Linked DNA regions of Zea mays: region 1 is linked to region 2. A link is a contact called in public Hi-C data. All regions are on one chromosome and are shown on one strand. The core of a region is the stretch at or near the end of the contact, and the rest is flanking DNA. Distances in the headings are between cores, read along the strand shown.

Region 1 (6,429 bases), core at 1,096-3,595, 150 kb after region 2:
GCAAACTCGGGTATCCTGGTTCCCTGTGGGTATGGGTGGTGATCAAATCGGCTGTCATAAGGCTTCCGATATGATTGCCCCCCATGGATCATGCTTACTCTGAGCTTATCTCGGAACGCCCCGGCTATTTCTTCCCTCACTATACCAATGGCAGCCGGTGCAAGACCACCGGCTCTCTGGTCAAACATAGGTGGGGTTGGTTGCATGTTAGTATGTTGTCGTTCCCCCCATTGGTTTGAGCTACGTGGTGCATTTCCATTTGTCCTATATGGCTCATATGTTTGATCGTTTCTTTTCGGCCTTCTAGGTGGGGCCGGAAAGCTTTCCTGGGCTCTGGATCCTGAATTAATGGGCTGGTGCATTGCATAATGTGATGGGAAGTGTTGCTGGGACGGGCGAGGATTCAGGTAATAATCCCCCTCAAAAGACTCATGCGCGGACTGTCCGGATACGTACCCGGACCGTCCGTGATTATATGCGGACCGTCCGTCGTTGTATGCGGACCGTCCGACTGGATAGTTTAAATTCGGTGCCCTATGTGGTGGCTCGGGTGCGTGTCTAGGTAACTCATAAAAAATGGGCCCGGCTGTGGCTGACCCGGACGGTCCGCGCTCGCGAGCGGACGGTCCGGACATGTGTAGATCGGCTGGTTTACTGCCGATTTGCGTTTGCTCAGGGTACGTGTCCATCGGCATCCCATAAGGGGGTTGTGACTGGTCGTGACAACCTTTAACCGATGTATTACGTGTATTATCTCCTAATTCAACCTCGTGTGAAGGAAAATTTGCTATACTAGATTTATCAAATGCACGTACTAGTCTCCTACAATCGTTTTGCATAACCCCTATGATATTTTGCATCTGTTCTCGCTGTTCGTCTATGTAAGCTTTAAGAGATTGGAGTTCGTTGGTGCTACTTACATTTGGGGTAATCGTAGTAGGTCGGAGCGAAGCCAGATCTGTCGCCCGTTGTCGAACGACTTTGTTGTTCCTGTCCACTTTGAAGTCAGCCAGGAACTTCGCCTTTGCTTCTTGGATCAGCTGCTCCTGGCGCTCCTCGAACAGGAGCTGTTCTTCAGCCGGCAAGGCTTCCCATGTCGGTGTGATGATATTGCTGGTGGAAACCTCAGAGCTATCTTTTGAACCGGCCATTGAGGGCCGATTTGATAGGTCTATATGTGTTGTCCCCAGCGGAGTCGCCAAAAAGTATGTTGACGCTTTTTCGGAGCGCCAAATACTCAAGAAGAACCGGCGGCGGTGCTCTCTGGTCAGGCGCGGACGGTCCGTGGCCTGAGGCCGGACGGTCCGCGACCTGGCACAGGGGCTAGGGTTTCCTGCGTGACGGCCGGACGGTCCGCGCCCTGGGGCCGGACGGTCCGCGTGTGCGCAGGGGCGGCGGAAGATCGCCGGCGGCGCCTGGATCTCGCTCCCGGAAGGGACCCCGTCGGGGAGGAGAGATCCTAGGGGTTGTCTAGGCTCGGGCCGACCGACCTAGACTCCTCTAATCGGCGTAGAGTCGAAGAGAGGCGAAGAATTTGGGGATCGAGAGGCTAAACTAGAACTAGACTAGAACTACTCCTAATTGTACTGGAAATAAATGCGAATAGAAGTTGTATTGATTCGATTGTTGATTACAAATCGGCCGTATACCCCTCTATTTATAGAGGAGGGGGGCTGGACCCTTTACAAACTAATTTCCGAGCTTATCCCATGATTTTAGCTAACAACCATAGCACAAAACTCGGAACCCTAATCTGTTCTGCGCACGCGCGGACCGTCCGGACCGCGGACCGTCCGGCCTCAGGGCCGGACAGTCCGCCGGCTCATTTTGGTGTCAAACAGCGTGTATGCAATCAGCCCAGAGCAAAGTCATAGCCATATTATATAGATTGATGTTCTCTATTCGTAACTATAATTCTTTTATTATCACAAATATCGTTTCGTTATAGGTTTAGAAAATCCTAGGGCATAGAAAGACAAAAGAGGTATGCATGTAGACTCCCTAGTCCTTACTACTACTTTAAAATGTGTTCTCTCCAACGGTACACGAGTGCCTTAACACATTACACATAGCTCCCCATAAAACTGGAATAACTTATCCACCGTCCGGTCTCCATCCAACGCCCAGGAAAATCCCAATCACAAATTCCCTGAACCATTTAATCCCGAGTCAGACTTCCTGTACCCACTGTCACCGGGCCCAAAGATACCATTACGCCCACCTGTCAGAAGCCGCACCCGCTGTAGCCCCATGTGAACGCTGCGACCGAGGCGGCCTCCCACTCACGTGCTTCGCGCGTGCGGCTGATAGAGGAAAGAAACCCGAAACCCTTGTGGTCGTCTCGGCACCCCTCTCCGCTTCGAAACCCCCGACGCGAAGGAAGCTAGGGAACCCTCGCGAGTCGCGTTGCCTCGCCCCCGTCCCCTTCAGCTGGCCCGCCGCCGCCTCGAATCCGCCCTGGCTCGGAGGGCCTCGCGCCCCCACGGATCGGATTCTCGAGGTTAGCACCTGGCGGCGACGGGCTCGGGATTTCCCCCTGTTTTTTCGTGATGATTTTGGTCTCATTTTCGTGGGGTTTTAGCTCGGGCATCTGGCGTTGGGTGGGGTTTTGTTATTAGGTTGTATGATTTTTTGATGATTCGTGGTTGGTTGACTGGAGTTTGGTGGGGGCGGATTCGTACTATTGTTCATGGGTTTGATTTTTTTTCCTGGGAATTTTTTGGGGACTGTTTGGTGTGGAAAAAAAACAGCCGGTACCATTTTGTAATGCACTAGAGGTAAATCTGCTATTGTTTGATATCTTATCTGTGTATATGCAGGTTGGTGGATTTGGGGCTAGGGTTTGGGGATTGACTACAATCGTGGGGTTGTTTGGCGTAATTTGAGGAGCAATGTACAACATGGTTAGGAAGTGGACCTGAGGAGGACGGAGGGATGGTGGCGATGGAGGGTAAGGGGGACGCGTCAGTGACGCCGGTGAGGACTAGTGACCGGCTGCGGCAGCGTCCAAAGTACTATGCTCGTGGCTATATGTACTACAATCCAGCCATGAGGAAGAAGGTTAAGTCTAAGAAGCGAACTGCTGCATCACAGATTGCTAAGAAACTGCTTCGCAAGCCAGCTGCACGGCCACCACCTGCCGATGTAAGCTAATTTGTCTGCCTATGCCTAATGAGCCTCTGTTCTCACTTGTTCTTTGTGGTTATCTGTTTGTATTGATAACTACATGTGTGGGAGTGGCAATGTGTGCGTGCGTTTTACAGAATGTTAGTATTTATGCATCATTTTGAATTTTTAAAACCTGCGTGTGTAGCAGTGAATTCAGTAGCCTTGATGGGTGTGCTTAGGGCGTACCCAGTGCCGTAGGCTTCCCGCACTGTGCGGGGTCTGGGGAAGGGTATCTTTAAGCGCCAAGCCTTACCCGCATAATATGCAGAGGCTGGGGCTCGAACCCGGGACCTTCCGGTTACAGACGGTAGGCTCTACCGCTGCACCAGGCCCGCCCTTCGATGGGTGTGCTTGATGGTGTTATTTCTAAATGGAATTGATTGAGTAATACTGTATTCCTTTAGTCTTATTGTCACTTATAGGTGTAAGTAAAATAGATTACCAATTAACAGCTAGCTAAGATGGATCAGGTTCAGGTCTATCGTGTGTAGGCCTAAATATCTGATAAGTTCACTGTTTTTATGCTGGAATGTTGGATAATTAGTAGTTTGGAGGTCCTGCATGCATATAACATTTTGGTTGAGTTGAATGCCTGCTATCTCTTTCATTTCTGTGTAGTTTGTGCTGTGTCTGACATTGTTTTCAGGTCGGGCAACCAGCTGGTCGTTCCAGAGGACCGACCAGGCACCTAATCGCGAATAGGGCGACGATTAGGACACCTAATCGGTCCTGGTCGACCTCTGGTCGTCCCCTAACCGTCCTATATACTTCTGGACATATGTATATATAATATGATATATGTATATATAAGCAATACTGCAATAGGTATTATATAAGTCTGAAATTGATACTGAGTAACAGATTGAAAGGCAATATAGGCATATAACACTATAGCAGAACTGAAACTGAAATATTGAATACAACGCTACAAGCAGTAATGCAGTACCTGAGTATATGCATTTCTTCTGTAGTGGGTTGTCAACCTTTATAATGACTCTGCTTTTTTTTGCTCATTAATCTTCTAGAAACCAATTTTAAAGAGCATTTTTAGGGTGGGTGTGTTTCTAGAAGAAAAAAAAATTTCAGTGTGGGTTTAAGGGTTCGTGACATCACTATATAGGGTCAAAACAGACCTTTGAAGTCGGTTCTGTATATTTTTGTCTCTTTCCTGATTTGTTGCTCACTGAAAGTACTACCTCTGTCAAAAAAAAAAACTCGGCCGGTAGGGGAAAAACCGCCCCCACGGCATTATATTAAAAAGTTCAATCAGAGCCCCGACCGAGAAAGGTCACGAAAGCTGCCCCCTCCCCCAGTACAGCATGAGGGTCTGCCCCTATAGGCCGGATCTTTACTCGTTCTTTGAGCCCTCCCAGCCCCTACACGAGGATCCGCCCCCATAGGTCAGTCCATCTCATGCGCACACAACCAGAGAACCAGCGAGTGACCTTTTTAAACCTTAGTCTGAAATTCGCTCCCACTGGGATTCGAGCTCAGGACAAGCGCTACGCTACTCAGACCACCTAACCAACTCAGCTAGAGGCCTTTTCACCTACCTCTGTTCCAATATGAAAGTCATTTTAGTTTTGTCCTAAGTCAAACGTCTCTATCCTTGATCAAGTTTATAAAAATCGATTGAATATTTACAACTCCAAATTAGTTTCATTAATTAATGATTAAATCCTCCATGAAGTGTCCTGTTAATGCATTTATTTGGCACTGTGGATTCTACTATATTTTCTACAAACTTGATCAAAGCTAGTAAACAGCTTACATTTTGGAAAGAATGAATTGTTATTTATCAAAATTCCTCGTTAATGAAATCTAACAGTGGTTGCTTTCATGATTATATTTTAAATCTATCTTATTTAATTGATTTATCTGGTTGTTAGTTTATTTATCTGTAGTCATGATTGAAAATCCGCATCGCTTATGTAGCAGCTTTTGCTATGAGGATATTATTTATCTGGTTCCATGTCGCGCACACACACACACACACAAAAACTAGATTGACAATAGTCTTTTATTGGTACGATATATTTTAACGTTAACCAATTGTTCATCTGTTCCTTTTTCTGAAAGAGTAGAATTCACCAGTGGATCACTCAAGGTTCAAACCTACCCAGTTAATGTTGATTACCTAATCAATGCTAAAATATCACCATGGAGCCACATGTTGTTTTGTGACATCATCTTTCTCTCACAGACAGGTAAACACATGCTAATTAGTGATATTTTGACCTTGTGTGGCGCAATCAGCGAGTTCAGGGACCCATATCTGTAAATTAGAAGTATAGGGACCTAGGTGACACCACAGAACAAGTTTGAGGACAGCTGTTGCATAATATGAAGGACTGCTGTGTTTTGACTCCATTTTTTTGTGCTCAGTTGGCTAGCTTATGATGATTTCCTTTATAGTGTGTTGCAGCAAATTTGCGCCGTTCAACGAGAAAGCGAAGGATTTCTGTAAATCTGGAGGGCTATGATACAGATAGTTCCAGTATGGAAGATGACGATCTTATGGTAAGTTTCTACATTTGCTTAAAAGTTACTTGTTAACATTAGTACCCTCTGTTCGAACTGGCAACTAAAATTTTAAATTCATACCCTTAGTTTTGCCACCTTCCTCATTTTTACCCTTAGTCGTATTTTTTGCTCAGTTTTGCCCTTCTGCTCTATAGCACTGGAAGGGATGAGCAAAAGGCACGACTAAGGGTAAAAATGAGGATACCAACAAAACTAAGGGCACCACCTTAAAAAACCGTATTACTTAATCATCTCACATTTCTCTACAGAGACCTAGATATCGATCTTCAAAGAGTAAGGGGGGAAACAATGCTGCACATAATGAAGTGTCAGCTAGACCAAAGCGCCAGAAGTTGTCTAACTCCATACCTCGTCGTGAAGGTTTACGGCCTAGAAGATCTTTGCGAGGACAAAGACTGCATCCATACCATGAATCTGAGGATGACCAGGAAAGCTCTGATGAACAAGGTGCAGAAGATCAAAGAGAAAATGGCAATGAGATTGAAGAGGATGTTGGTGATGAGGAGGAGGTTGATGGAGGTGATGAAGCTGAAGGAGATGGAGATGACGAAGATGGTGAGGAAGAGCAAGAAGGAAGGAGGAGATATGATTTAAGGGAACGTTCAGAGGTTCGTAGACCATCCCCTCGTAAGGAAGGAAAGCACAGACCACAATCTCCTCGTAGAGTACTAGTTCACGGAATTGGTCCAAAGAACAGCAAGTATTTAAAAAAAGGTG
Region 2 (6,755 bases), core at 20-2,519:
GGGCTCGGCCCCCGCCTCGGCCTCGGAAGGTGGTCTCCGCCTCGCCCGACCCTAGGGCTCGGCCTCAACCTCGACCTCGGAAGGTGGTCACCGCCTCGCCCGACCCCAGGGCTCGGCCTCAACCTCGACCTTGGGAGGGATCGCGTCCTCGCCCGACCCCGACCTCGGCCTCAGGAGGAGTCTCCGCCTCGCCCAACCTTGGGCTCGGACCAACCGCACCACGGAGGATGCATCATTACCCTACCCCTAGCTAGCTCAAGCTATGAGGGAACAAGACTGGCGTCCCATCCAGGCTCGCCCCGGTAACAAGTAATGATGGCTCCCCGCGTGCGTCTATGACGACGGCGGTTCTCAGCCCCCTACGGAAACAAGGAGACGTCAGCAAGGTCCCAACAGCCCCGACAGCTGTGTTTCTACAGGGCTCAAGCGCTCCTCCGACGGCCACAACACCGCGTGCACAGGGCTCTAGCGCCTCTCCGACAGCCATGTTGGCATGTACACAGGGCTCAGGCACCTCTCTGCCGGACACGTTAGCACATAACTACGCCCCCATTGTACACCTGGACCCTCTCCTTGCATCTATAAAAGGAAGGTCCAGGGCCCTCATGCGGGAGGGTCGTCGCGCGGGAGGACGGGCTGACGAACAGGCTCTCTCTCTCCCTCGCGAACGCTTGTAACCCCTACTGCAAGCGCATCCCCCTGGCGCAGGATAACACGAGCCATGTTTTCACCCCTTGTGTTCCATCTCGTGCCAACCCATCTAGGCTGGGGCACGCAGCGACGATTTTAATCGTCGGTCCAGGGACCCCCCCAGGGGTCGAAACGCTGACAGGATGTAATTGGAAAAAAATTAAGAAAGAGTTTAACTTACTTGGGATTTAAACCACCCAATCACACTCAATTTATATGGATTGAGAGCTAACCGAATAAACCCTAACATGACATGGGGCTTTCCATGACTACCGGAAGACCTGAGCTTCCATTACCAACAATGTATATATATATATTATTGTTGCACTATTTTTTCAGTTGTAAGATATTTATTTAGTTATTATGATAAGGTGTTAAATCTTAAAAGCTATACAAATCGAATAGGGTCCCAAATATCAAAATCTTTCACTATCCTAACAGTGCCAAAAAAAAAAGGTTCACTCCAGGCTCTGGCATCCAGCGGCCCTGACCACTGCACCAGCCAGTCAGCCACCCAGCACCAGCAGGCAGCGCAGCTAGGTGGGGTGGGGCCGTGGGGGGCAGCCGGTGGGAACGCTTGCCCCGAACTCCCGATACCCACACCCGTCTTGACTCTGGCCGTCTCTATTCTCCAAGTCCCAATCCACCGACGAATTCCAAACCCTGCCTAGGACCTCGGCGCCACTCGCCGCACGTCGTCCACGTCCGCCTCCACCGTGAGTATCCCGGTGCCCAACCCCCGTCTATTCGCTTTCTCGCATGTCCTCCCATTTGGATTTGACGCCTCGGCACTCCCGGCGTCCACTTCCCTTCACCCCTCTCGGCGGAGGGCAGGATGGCGCCGCGGTACCCGCGCTCGCGCTGTTGCTTATGCGAGCTTGGTTGGTCCTGTGGCGGCTTCTCTGCTTGCTTAAATCTGGTTTTTTTTACCCCGCGCCCTCTCTCTCGCTCTCTCCCGAGTTCCATTGCAAAACCTCGGGCGATTTGTTAGTGTTGGCATAAGGAGAAGGTCTAGCTCTTTCCGGTTTGGACCATGCAACATGTAAGATCTCTTACAATTATGACGATTTACATTCGCTGGGATTGCGATGTGTTCGTGTCCTACTGTCCTATGTTATTCCACTTCCCTTCCTCAATTATACCCTACCGTAGGTAGTGTGGTGAGCAAATCAGGATGGTGCTTGTAATGTTGGTGTTGTGTTTTGTAGGTGTTTTCCAGTTGCCGTCTTGTTTTTTATCCTAGGAGTGGAGCTAGAGAATTATGGTGGGGGTGTGGCTTGCTGTCTAAAGACAGAACACTAATGCAACTTAATAGCACCATAGCCATAATTTTAGCATGAATAGCTTAAAACAAGCAATATTGATGTACATCAACAATGAAGTAGTGGTAATAGTATATTTGTGCTTGCAATTTATCAAATCACAGTAAAAGAATCCCACAATTATAACAACAGAAGATTGTCGTTGTCGGCAAAATGCATTCCTTAACCACAAAATCCTCACTGAAAAAAAATAAACCATTAATTGTGAGCAAACAATTTATATAATGTATCGTTGAAAAATTGAAAAGAGGTGCATTACCTCTTACAGATCAAATCTACGCCCTTTTCTTTCCATGTTCATGAAGCGATGAACCACAGCATCATTGGTATTTTTTAAAATTCTTCTTTCTCCACATAGCAAATAAGTCTATTACTCAAGTGTGGATCACCCATGCGGTCATTAAGAGTTGTTTTTACGATCTTCATCCCCTCAAATATTCTATCCACTGTTGCAGTATCAATTTACAATAGCAGCACAAGTTTCTAAAATCGATAAACCAATGGTTACTTGTCTCCACCATTCTTTGTGAAAGCTCACTGATAGTATTTATGTTGGAGAATTGATTGCCTTCTCTCACATCAGCAATGTTGCTAGCACCATCATATCCTTGGCTAAGATTTCTCAAATCTCCAGAACTAAACTCACCTCGCATGTTGCTAGCACCATCATATCCTTGGCCTCTAACTTGTTTTAAGCCCAGCTTAAATTCCGCAAGTATTTATGTAATCTCTCTTTCGCCATTCTACATTTTTCAATATACCTCAAGACCATGGCCATTTGATCTTTACAAGAAACATCCCTTGACTCATCAACTAAGCAAGCAAAAGACATCGTCCCCAAGTTCTTCAAGAATAAATTGTAGAATTTCATTTGCAAAACAGTCTATAATGTTGGTCTGAGTTTCATGAGCCACCATACAACTGTTACCTGCAAGACCCACTGCCTTTCCCAAATTTGAATCATGCTCTGCTAATCAATCAAAAACCTCCAAAAAATTCCATTTGTTCAAAGACTCCTTCGACTCATCATGGCCATGAAAAGGCAAGCCTTGCTCGAATAGTAGCCTAGCAGTATTAATGGATCCATTCAATCTAGTAAAATAAGCCCTTTTAGATGTTTCACTTTTCTTATGTAAAATAACATCAATGTGCTGATATCTCTATAACAAATCATCAGACTTCTTTATAGGAATAAAGTGTGATCCACCAACATTGCCAACATGTATCTTTAGCCGCTCTTTTCTGTGATAACCATTCCAGCACTCAACAACGAAATCCTTATATCATGTATCCTTCTTTTCTCTGAACAAGAAATAACAAAAAAATATGCTCTATCTTTTGATTCACTATATTCAAGCCAACTTCCAAAATCATCGAACCATTCTTGTTGAAACCTTCTTGGATTGCCTTTTCCCCCAATCTGTGTAGAGGGAAAATTGCAAGTGCGCAGTTGGCATGGCCCATTCTCCAAATATTTCCTTCTCACCCTCAAATTAGGATTAGGATGGTAAGAAATTAAGAATCAATTTCCTTTCTTAAGGTTGGGTCATATTTGATCTCCTCTTCCCAATTAGTAGCATCTGGATGACATGAATTCCTTGCACTACCACTGTCTGGTGCTTTTCTTTTATAAAATCTTTCCATTTCCTAGCACCCATAAAAATATTTAATAGATATCACAGAAAGAACAAAAAAATCGTAACCTAAAATCTGGACAAACAAACAAGAAGCACAAATTAAAATCATTGGACGATTAGGCTAATGGAATTTGAAAAAAGAATGATCAAGTTACTTTTTGAAGGATGACAGAGGAGCAGGCCTGGGAGGCGGGCGGACTTCACCTAGGGGTGGTAATGGGCTCTAAATTTTACACTATAAAATTTAAGGATTGGATTAGGATTGAGCTCTATTTCTAGGCTCAAACGAATTGTGAAGAAACATTTGGATCGTGATCCATTACCGCCTGCTGCCATGCTACTTGCTCTAGTGCGCTCAGCAGCAGCAGCAGCACCTGCTAGCCAGCCAGCAGGGCCGCCTGAATGCCTGATAGCTTTCGCTTGTGCGTAGAGCGGTGGAGGGGAACTGGAGAGACAAATCAATGAGCAGGACGCGGGAGCAGAAGAGATGAAGCCACCAAAGCGTGCAGTTGAAGAGTCGAGTCGAGGACTCTAAGAAGCGACTACAGGCCGGCTTTCCCATATGAGATTGTGGCTGTTTCCTTCATTCCTGCAGGGAGTTGTTGGCTGCTGTGGGCTCTCCGCGCCGGGCTGTGGGTGCTGCTGTTTAGGCCAGGGGAGTGCAAATAGGGTAAAAATGTATATACTATAAGGCTTTTGGTATTTGGGACTGGGTGCGGCCGCACCCAGTTGGCCTATATATGGTGGGTACTGAGATGAGTGAATCATGTTCGAGTTTCATGTGGTGTACTCTGTTTATACTTTTGCATCAAGTCGAGTGCTGACCTTGTTTGTGCGTGATTGTTCTTGTGTGCTTCAGAGATCCTAGCCCTTGTTTCTGATTTCACAGCAGTTGCCTGATGGCTGGTGTGTGACTTTTAGTGCCCTTGCAAATGCTAACAAGTTTTTCCCCTGGTGCAATAAATATCTGTGCTATGGATGGATGAAAATGAAGTGGGCTCATGTTTTAATGTCATTTTTTTGTTTTAAACTTTTAATAGCCAATCCGATGGGGTATGAAGAGAGCAAAAAACATCTCCTCAGTCTCAGCTACCCTGAGCTGCAATGTTTGTGCAAAAGGTATAACCTTCCTGCTAAGAAGACCCACTCTCAGTTAGCAAGTTCGCTCGCCTCGCTGCTTGAGGTAAGCATATATGTTATGTTTGGATTATAACTTTTACTTCAGAGTTCGCCACAAGTATGAGCTAGTTTCATCATCTATTTAAATTCAGAATCTGGAAGGATGTAACTGTTTTATTCTACACAGGCATCTCCATCTCCTGCTCCTCCTCCTGTCCAATTAGCAAATATGAAAGAAGCATCCACATGTATGTACAGAAACTTTTTATGTTAAACTTAGTTGGCTGATTGTTTATGCTTGCACAATGGCTTATTTTTTCAGACTCTTTTGCTTTGAAAGATGATGCTTTAGGAATAATTGGCAACCTAATTAACTGCAGGCAATCATGCTAACAACAAAAGAGGCCCATACAATGGCAGGGATGATGGTAAACCACTTGTGCATGCGAAACATCAAAAAGGAGATCAGACACCTGTTGATGAAACATCTAAAAAGGTAAGAAATTTCAACCATTGTTTTCTTTTATTGTTTCCCATGAAAAATTAATACCCGTTACTACTAATGGGCTCATCTGTTATCCATAACTTTTTGCATGAACCCTACAAGTATATTGTTCCTTATTGATTTATTATTTTCTACTCAAGTTGTCTGATATTGGAAAGTTAAGAGAATTATAACTACCCCCCCCCCCCCCCCCCCCCCCCAAAAAAAAAAACACATACACACAAAAGCACACAAACACAACCAAAAAACAAACAAAGAAGAAATAAAAAAGAATTCTTCCTAGTAAAACACAAGGATTCTAGTTTTAATATTTTTCCAGGATCCTTTCATATGATTTTATGCAAACTGCCAATGCCTATTTAGGAATCATTTACACACTTCCTGTTAATCTGGATTGCACCTGACCGTCCTAAATATGAGAGTGGCACTTCTTCTGCAGATGCCTTTTGGATTCTGTTTTTCTATTTGTACTCTGTTTTGTGCCACCCAATTGTTGCTATGGATTATACTAGTATTTTTTTCTGTTTGCCGCAGTAGTAATTTGTTGCTTTATTTTCACTTGAAATGTAAGTCTGTTTCATCATGTATCTGTGAATTGCTTTGCTCATTTGTATGTGTACTGGTTAAATGGATGTCTTTATAATCCATTTTTCATCTATCCTGTAGCAGGGGATTGACACTGGTACGAGTATACCTCCAGTTTCTATGAACCATGGAAGACCAGAATATCATGGCCATCTATCTTCTGACCTGAGAACTGCTCATAATTTACAGTCCCAATGTGACGTGGGAATTGCAACTAATACAACAAATCTAGAATTTGTTGGCAAACATGATTGTTCACCTGCTAACGTAATTGATCAAATCTGTCCCCCTATTATTCAAAAATATCCTTCTAATGGTAATGGTCAGGCTTCCACTAAGTTCGGCCGTATGAATGATAACACAGAAAAGGGTTGTCGGCTGTCTGATAAGATATCAGCAAATGCTGCTGCTGTTCAATTTTCTGTAATGTCAGATGAGGGCATTGATCTTCTTGTTGATCTGAACTCCAGTTCAGCAACATGGGCCAAGAACTTCATGGCAGAAATGCACATTACCCCTCCGTCTGAACATGGGAATTTCTCTAGCTTCATTAGCAGTTTGTCAACTAAGGATGATCATAGCACTGCGTCACCATCTGGAAATATCATTGTTGACATTCAGAACAAGGGAGCTGAGAACATTGTTCCTTCCACTGATTCATCACTTGCTTCAGATGTTGGTGAGAGCTCCCGTTCAGTGCTCTATCCAGTTGATACGACTACTGTGAACTCAGTGTCATCCACGTCTACAGTGGCTGGTACCCCAGTTGAACTTTCTGGGTATCAGGAGGGTGCTCCAGTGGTATGTTCTTCATGTTTAACAGCTGATGTTCAGAACAATGTGACATCTGATATGCCAGGTGCTTCGGATAACGAGGTGCTTCCTCCAGAACCTGCT

What was found. Hi-C and Micro-C count contacts between places; a contact is called where the count stands out from the background.
Region 1: a contact with region 2 is called in a Hi-C map of leaf, with 5 times the contacts expected there. The contact joins the promoter of LOC541979 here to the promoter of LOC100274675 in region 2. A contact is called at or near these places in 6 of 25 Hi-C or Micro-C datasets (ear, endosperm, leaf and 1 more).

What each region holds. Positions count from the first base shown.
Region 1 is chr7:145,321,340-145,327,768 of Zm-B73-REFERENCE-NAM-5.0, forward strand. It overlaps LOC541979 (bromodomain protein 103), which reads left to right and starts at 2,346. Exons shown (of 11, transcript NM_001111632.2): 1 at 2,346-2,500; 2 at 2,820-3,144; 3 at 5,584-5,688; 4 at 5,961-6,429. The coding sequence starts at 2,935.
Region 2 is chr7:145,172,973-145,179,727 of Zm-B73-REFERENCE-NAM-5.0, forward strand. It overlaps LOC100274675, which reads left to right and starts at 1,270. Exons shown (of 9, transcript NM_001174313.2): 1 at 1,270-1,406; 2 at 4,690-4,832; 3 at 4,956-5,016; 4 at 5,149-5,264; 5 at 5,943-6,755. The coding sequence starts at 4,698.